2 separate regions of the Bicyclus anynana genome follow, and region 1 is linked to region 2. Evidence: chromatin contacts called from public Hi-C data. All regions are on one chromosome and are shown on one strand. The core of a region is the stretch at or near the end of the contact, and the rest is flanking DNA. Distances in the headings are between cores, read along the strand shown. Region 1 holds the start of LOC112051009 (nuclear receptor-binding protein homolog). Region 2 overlaps LOC112051009 (nuclear receptor-binding protein homolog).

What was found. A called contact is a pair of places that touch in the nucleus more often than the background predicts.
Region 1: a Hi-C map of whole body shows a contact between it and region 2, with 3 times the contacts expected there. The contact joins the promoter of LOC112051009 here to the enhancer-like site in region 2. A contact is called at or near these places in 2 of 2 Hi-C or Micro-C datasets (whole body and whole larva).

What each region holds. Positions count from the first base shown.
Region 1 is chr5:18,690,181-18,693,106 of ilBicAnyn1.1, forward strand. LOC112051009 (nuclear receptor-binding protein homolog) reads right to left here and starts at 1,436. Exons shown (of 10, transcript XM_024089469.2): 1 at 964-1,436. The coding sequence starts at 1,089.
Region 2 is chr5:18,631,033-18,634,058 of ilBicAnyn1.1, forward strand. The region is part of intron 1 of LOC112051009 (nuclear receptor-binding protein homolog); the gene reads right to left. Among protein-coding and RNA genes, the nearest start is that of LOC112051017, 27 kb to the left of the region's middle. Within about 2 kb of position 1,294, at least 8 of the 8 cell types and tissues checked have open chromatin away from gene starts, as enhancers often do.

The DNA.
Region 1 (2,926 bases), core at 186-2,685, 59 kb after region 2:
AAAATCAACTAAAAGCAAATTACGGCACTTTTCCGCAGTGCCCATCCTTATTTTTCCAATGGGGATCTCACACAATGATATAAAAATGCAATATTAACCAGTCATATTAACGGATTAACGATTAACGTTAACTTGCGTTAATTCTTCCGGAATGTAACGCTTTAACGTTTAACGAAGCTAACATTTTTTGTAGCGGATTAACGATTAACGAAGTTAACTATTTGATTAACGGTGCCCAGCTATGATTATAACCCAGCAGGGATGTTTTGTACACTCCACATTGTTTGGGATGCTGCCACCAACAATATTATACACTATAGATATGTTACGTGCCTACAAAATCATCACAAAAAGTGATCAGAATTTAGCAACTCCACTGAGCACACATGCACAATTTTATAGCTCCTGAACACAAATTCACACCTCAACATTGTATACAATATTTATTTAGGTATTATTTGTATAAATAACTTTCAGTGAGTCACAATTATATGTGACTCAATGAAATTAATACAATTAGCCGCTTTTCTTTGCCCCTGTTGTGATGTGCTAGTTACATATCTCTATTATAAAATCTTTGGCTGCCACAGTATTTGGGGCATACTATACATTTTTAGCTTTAATAACTCAATATAGATATATTGAGTTAAGGAAAGCATAGATTTCAACCAGTGTACAACAACATACAGATAATGTTACTGATCATGTAAACATTACACATACTGTATACAAACTGGGCATTTTCTGCAAAAGTTATCTTTTATCATGCCTTAAATTGTGTTGTAACGATTCTTTATTATCAAATTAAAATCAATTTCATTCAATACACTGAATGGCCTACATATACAAAACTACGTCTTATTTTTAATAAAACATCAGCTAACCTTGTGAATCAGCTGATGACAGCTTTGGTCAGTGTTACATACTCCTACGTTGGATATAACTTTTAAAAAAATTACGTACCTCTTCACGACGTTTGAGCCAGCGTCCACAGGGACTCTCCTCCAGGATCTCGCTCTCGTCCTCGGAGTCTTCCCCACTTTCTCTGGGGGACTTCCGCTCTTTGTCGATACTCCGGCCACCGGACATCTCACCGAGCGCTCGACACCAAACAAACAAACCAACACCGCACAGTCAACTGATACTTCACAGATGTTTTCACCAGAGAAAACACTAGGAAATATTTTCAAAATACACTTTTTCTTGTAACCATAACCAAGGTTGCAAGACTAGGTGTCACTAACGTTTCATCCCAAACCATTATTCATTACACGGCACTATATAGAAAGACTGTACTCCTTGAAAAAGATAAAAGATTTCTCTACACAAAGCGATAGAACGCAACGAGTCCAGCGAGCTTACTCATGGTAATTGAAATAAATTGTTCGCCGGCGTATCTCTCGACGTATTTCTATCCGACACAAATATAAAACCATAGACACTTTCACTTTTTTCCGTCCTTTCCAGTTTCCAATGACCATAGACAAGTTTAGTCTTTTTATTTTTAAATTAATTAACAATTTTAGAATCTCTTTAAAACATTATTCTAAATTAAATTTAATTAAAGTATGTTTATATATTTAAATATAAAATTATTTTAATTTTTTACAGTGCCATCTAGTTTACTAACATGAAACAATGGACTTGAAAGTGACATCTATATTTTAATTTGAACAAGACATAATACACGTTAAACGAGATTGTACGAGGCCATGAAGCTACAGATTGTTTTTCGAATATTCGAGCACACAGACTAGGTGGCGCTGCACTTAAAATAAAACAAGAATAGTAGAGCTTATGAATACGTTTCAAAATTATTAATGTTTGATGGTTCGAATTCGGATTTTGAACCTTACCCTTACCTTACCTTACCTTATCAGCCGATGGAAACTCCAAGCATAGCTCGCTCCATATGAGCCTTCGAATAAGACCCATAGTCAGCGACCAAGTCTTGGATCTTCGGACGAAAAGATGTCGCAGAGTTTTCCGATAGCTGACCAGCCGAGCTGGTTTTGGCGATTCACCTCTTTCTCAAAATTGGACCTACCTAACTAGACTGTGTGTCCTAGGTATATACCTATATTCGTAAACAATTTCAAGCACCACAGAGTTCTCAACAATAACTGGGTGGAGCGGTACCTGATTTTCGTCTTGCTCATGTTAATTTTAAGGCCCACACGTTGAGAAACTCTGATGAGATCGATGAGCATGGTAGGTACTAAGGTCATCCAGAGTCTCTGCCATAATGACTACATCGTCGGCAAACCGTAGTTGAGTGATGTACTTACCATTGATGTTGTTGATGAAATCTGTTCCAGTTCAAAAGCCTAAAGACATCTTCCAAAATGTTAAGCAAAGTGGCTGGTGTTCTTCGGTATTTTGTAGCGTATGGGTGTAGTCTATGGTACTAAGCCTGCTCGGATCCGTCTTGATCGGGAGGCTGGAATTTTTAAAACCTACAGGCGAGACGATTCGTGATGACTCTCGATGACATGACTCAACAACGAGATGGGTCTGTAATTCTTTAGTAAGGTATTGTCACCTTTTTTGAAGAACAGAACCACCACGCTCCTGTGCCATGCTTAGGCGTTGTGCCCTCGTGAATGACGGAATTGAACAATCGCTGAAGGTCCTTAAGCGTTGGTTTTCCACTCGCTTTCAGGAGTTCTGCTGTGATTCAGCCATCACCTGGTGCCTTGTTGTTCTTAAGTTGTTTCAGAGCCACACTAATATCGTATAGGCTGACATCCGGTATATCTTTGGTATAGTGTCGAGTCAATTTTGGTCTAGGATCTTTGGCCAAATTGTCAACAGGCTTTTAGGTAGAAGTGTATAATTGTATTTTTTGTCATTATTTATGAAGGAAAACAAACAGCTTTACATATTACTTATCTAGTTGTTGACATTAAGCCAGCGAAGTTTTCAC
Region 2 (3,026 bases), core at 44-2,543:
TAAGGTAGGTAAGAGACCAATTTTTAATCAAACCCCGGAACGTCCCCAAGAGGCAAGTCGGTCCAAGTCCAATTTGCACACAATGGCTGTTTATTTTCATTCACATGTGAATGCAATACCGTCAAATAAGTCGCATCGGCTTCCCGCGGGGACCGATCATTCAATTGAATCTCTTCTACGTACTCCGCTCGGAATGCTATTTATAAACGGACATCATGTCACATTTATTTTATATTTATTTGTATATCATATCAGATTACCCTTCGACATGTCTATAATATGATCGTTATGTTAGATTTGCTTTGTGACAATATTATATTCCTTTGAAATCTGATATGTTCACCATTACCGCCCACAAAACTAATTACATTTGAATTATCTTTCTGTTATTTATTGTTGATCAAATCAAACTATAGGGCTTGTTTATTGTGATTGATTATAATGCCCTATGTAACATGCTTATGCCGGTTTTGTACTATTTTCATATATTTTTAAATGATTTTTGTAATTCAATCATAACAGGCCGGAACATTAGTCGTAAATGATTTATTGAGGGAATAATAAGTGACTAATTGATTAATTTTAAATAAGCTTCATTAACAAGTGTCTACGTACCATCTTTGTCATATTCTGGCCTGTTAATATTTCCAATAATGAACTTTGGACCTCGCTAAGGAACCCCTTTATCCTTGACCAAATCAAAAGCATAAAAACCGGATAGGTCAATGTTAACATGTTGCACAGGAGTCCTTCAAGTGGTATCCTAGAGGAGGCAAGCGAAGACGTAGCAGGCCAAAGGCTACTTAGAAGCAGACAGCGGTTTATAGAAGCGGAGATGAAGGCTGCCGATCTGTGCCGGATTAATCTAAAGAATGCAGTTCGGGATAGGTCCAGTTGGGAAAAAAATTGTTTCGGCCCTAAGGAATTGATTTATATCGCTATTATCCATGAAAAACCGCCAAATCCAAGAGAAAACCTGTCGACATCCAGATCCGAGGATGCACCGGTTTCGGGGTGAAAAGCGCGGATAGGATTTTCTGTTGGATATGGGTGCCGTCGTCTGGATACGTCGTTTTTTCGCGGATAAGAGCAAAACAAATCAATTGTTCACTATGATTTATTGAACTTCGACAAAGTAGCGCCGGCTTTTATTCAATTATACTATAAGAATGAGAATAATAAGAAAAACACAGACCCAGTTTCTCGCGTGTGGCCAGTAGATGGCGCTGAACACCTCCCGTCTAATAATACCGCACAGTATCAGCGGCCTGAGGCACGGAGCGAGGCTCACGTATCGGCCGACGTCATTAATTGCCCATTCGTTACTCGTTACGAGCTGATAAAGTAGCCGCGGACCTTGGAGCCGAGTGGCCGAATTATCCTGATTTTCGGTTGCTTCAATTGAATTGAAATTATCTTGACCGTATGTGTTTGTTACAGGATTGCACAAACACGGCAACATTGTTTTGGATGAAATTTTATACACAGATAGTATATGTATATGTATAGACTAAATTCACACGGAGAATACTTTTTTTAATTTATGTGCTGATTTGTCTATGCTACATATAAAAATTTAGCTTGGTGTCATTGATCTTGGGCGTAACGCGCATCATTCACATTTTTCATTCATTCACACTCCTACCTTTTGATCTAAGGCTGTATATGTACATATAAATCATGAATATAGCAGCTTCATGAACGCTAGTTTTTGATTACTTTAAGTTTAGAACGCTTTTTAACCGATTTCAAAAAAAAGGAGGAGGTTTTCAATTTTAAAGTTTTTTTGGTTATTCTTTACAAGTTAGCCCATGACTACAATCTCACCTGATGGTAAGTGATGATGCTGTCTAAAATGGAAACGGGCTAACTTGTTAGGAGGAGGATGAAAATCCACACTACTTTCGGTTTCGACACGGCATCGTACCGGAACGCTAAATCGCTTGGCAGTACGTCTTTGCCGGTAGGGTGGTAACTAGCCATGGCCGAAGCCTCCCACCAGTTCAGTTCGAAGGATGCTAACTGTTGAACCACCACACATTAAAAACATGTCCACATTAAAAACCTCACGGAACTTTTTTCAAGCCTACGACCTGACATTGTCAAACCCCACGAGTGGGCGGTACCATCCACGTTGAGGACCTTTGCTCTAGGCTATCGAGTGCAATCACGCGGGCGGCGCGCAGTGTTATCGGCGCACGCGCAGGGTTCGTTAGCACAGCTAATTGCAGTGCGGTGACGTCACACACGTGGCCACTCGCACGCCGCAGCGCAGTGCGTGACGCGGCCGCACTTCTTGTGGAATGTCATGGAAACGCCAACGCGTATTTCCATATTACGTAAGACGTTACACTAAATCGCGATTGAATGTATAACCGTTTGACGGCAACGTTGATTTATATGCACTGGAAAAATTGCTTTGCAAAATGCATTTTACGCATTTTTACGAATTCAACGTCATGAAAACAAGACCTTAAACTCTAATTATATAATCAAATCAAAATATCCCAAGTATACTTCAATACAAAAGGTCAAATCAATAGAATTAAAACTTATTATCAATTTCCAAGATATTTAGATTTCAACTGTTATTCTTCATACGTATCGAATTCGGTGAAGTAGTGTCAACTCTTTTACGAGTAAAGTCGCTTCTGTGTCGCAGTGAGTTCGTCACACAGAAGCAGGCGGAATTTTGTCGTTTAGCAAATTTTGTGTTCAATGATTGTAGGCATGTGCGAATTGTGTGCGTTATAAATTAAGTGCTTAAACAAACCTTCAACTGCAATCGTTTAAATTATTTAATCGCAATTGGCGTATCCGATTTGATTACGATTCACGATTATTACCTACTAGGTATGTGCGTGTAGTATTGATTGCACAAATAGGTATAATTGATAGCTCGATATTTTAGTACGCTTTGGACTAAATGGATCCGCGTTGTTGTACTATGTATACTTTGGGAATACGCATCTCCGCATAAATATAAAGTGGTATTGGCGGTATTGGCATTGGCAATGAGAGACAAT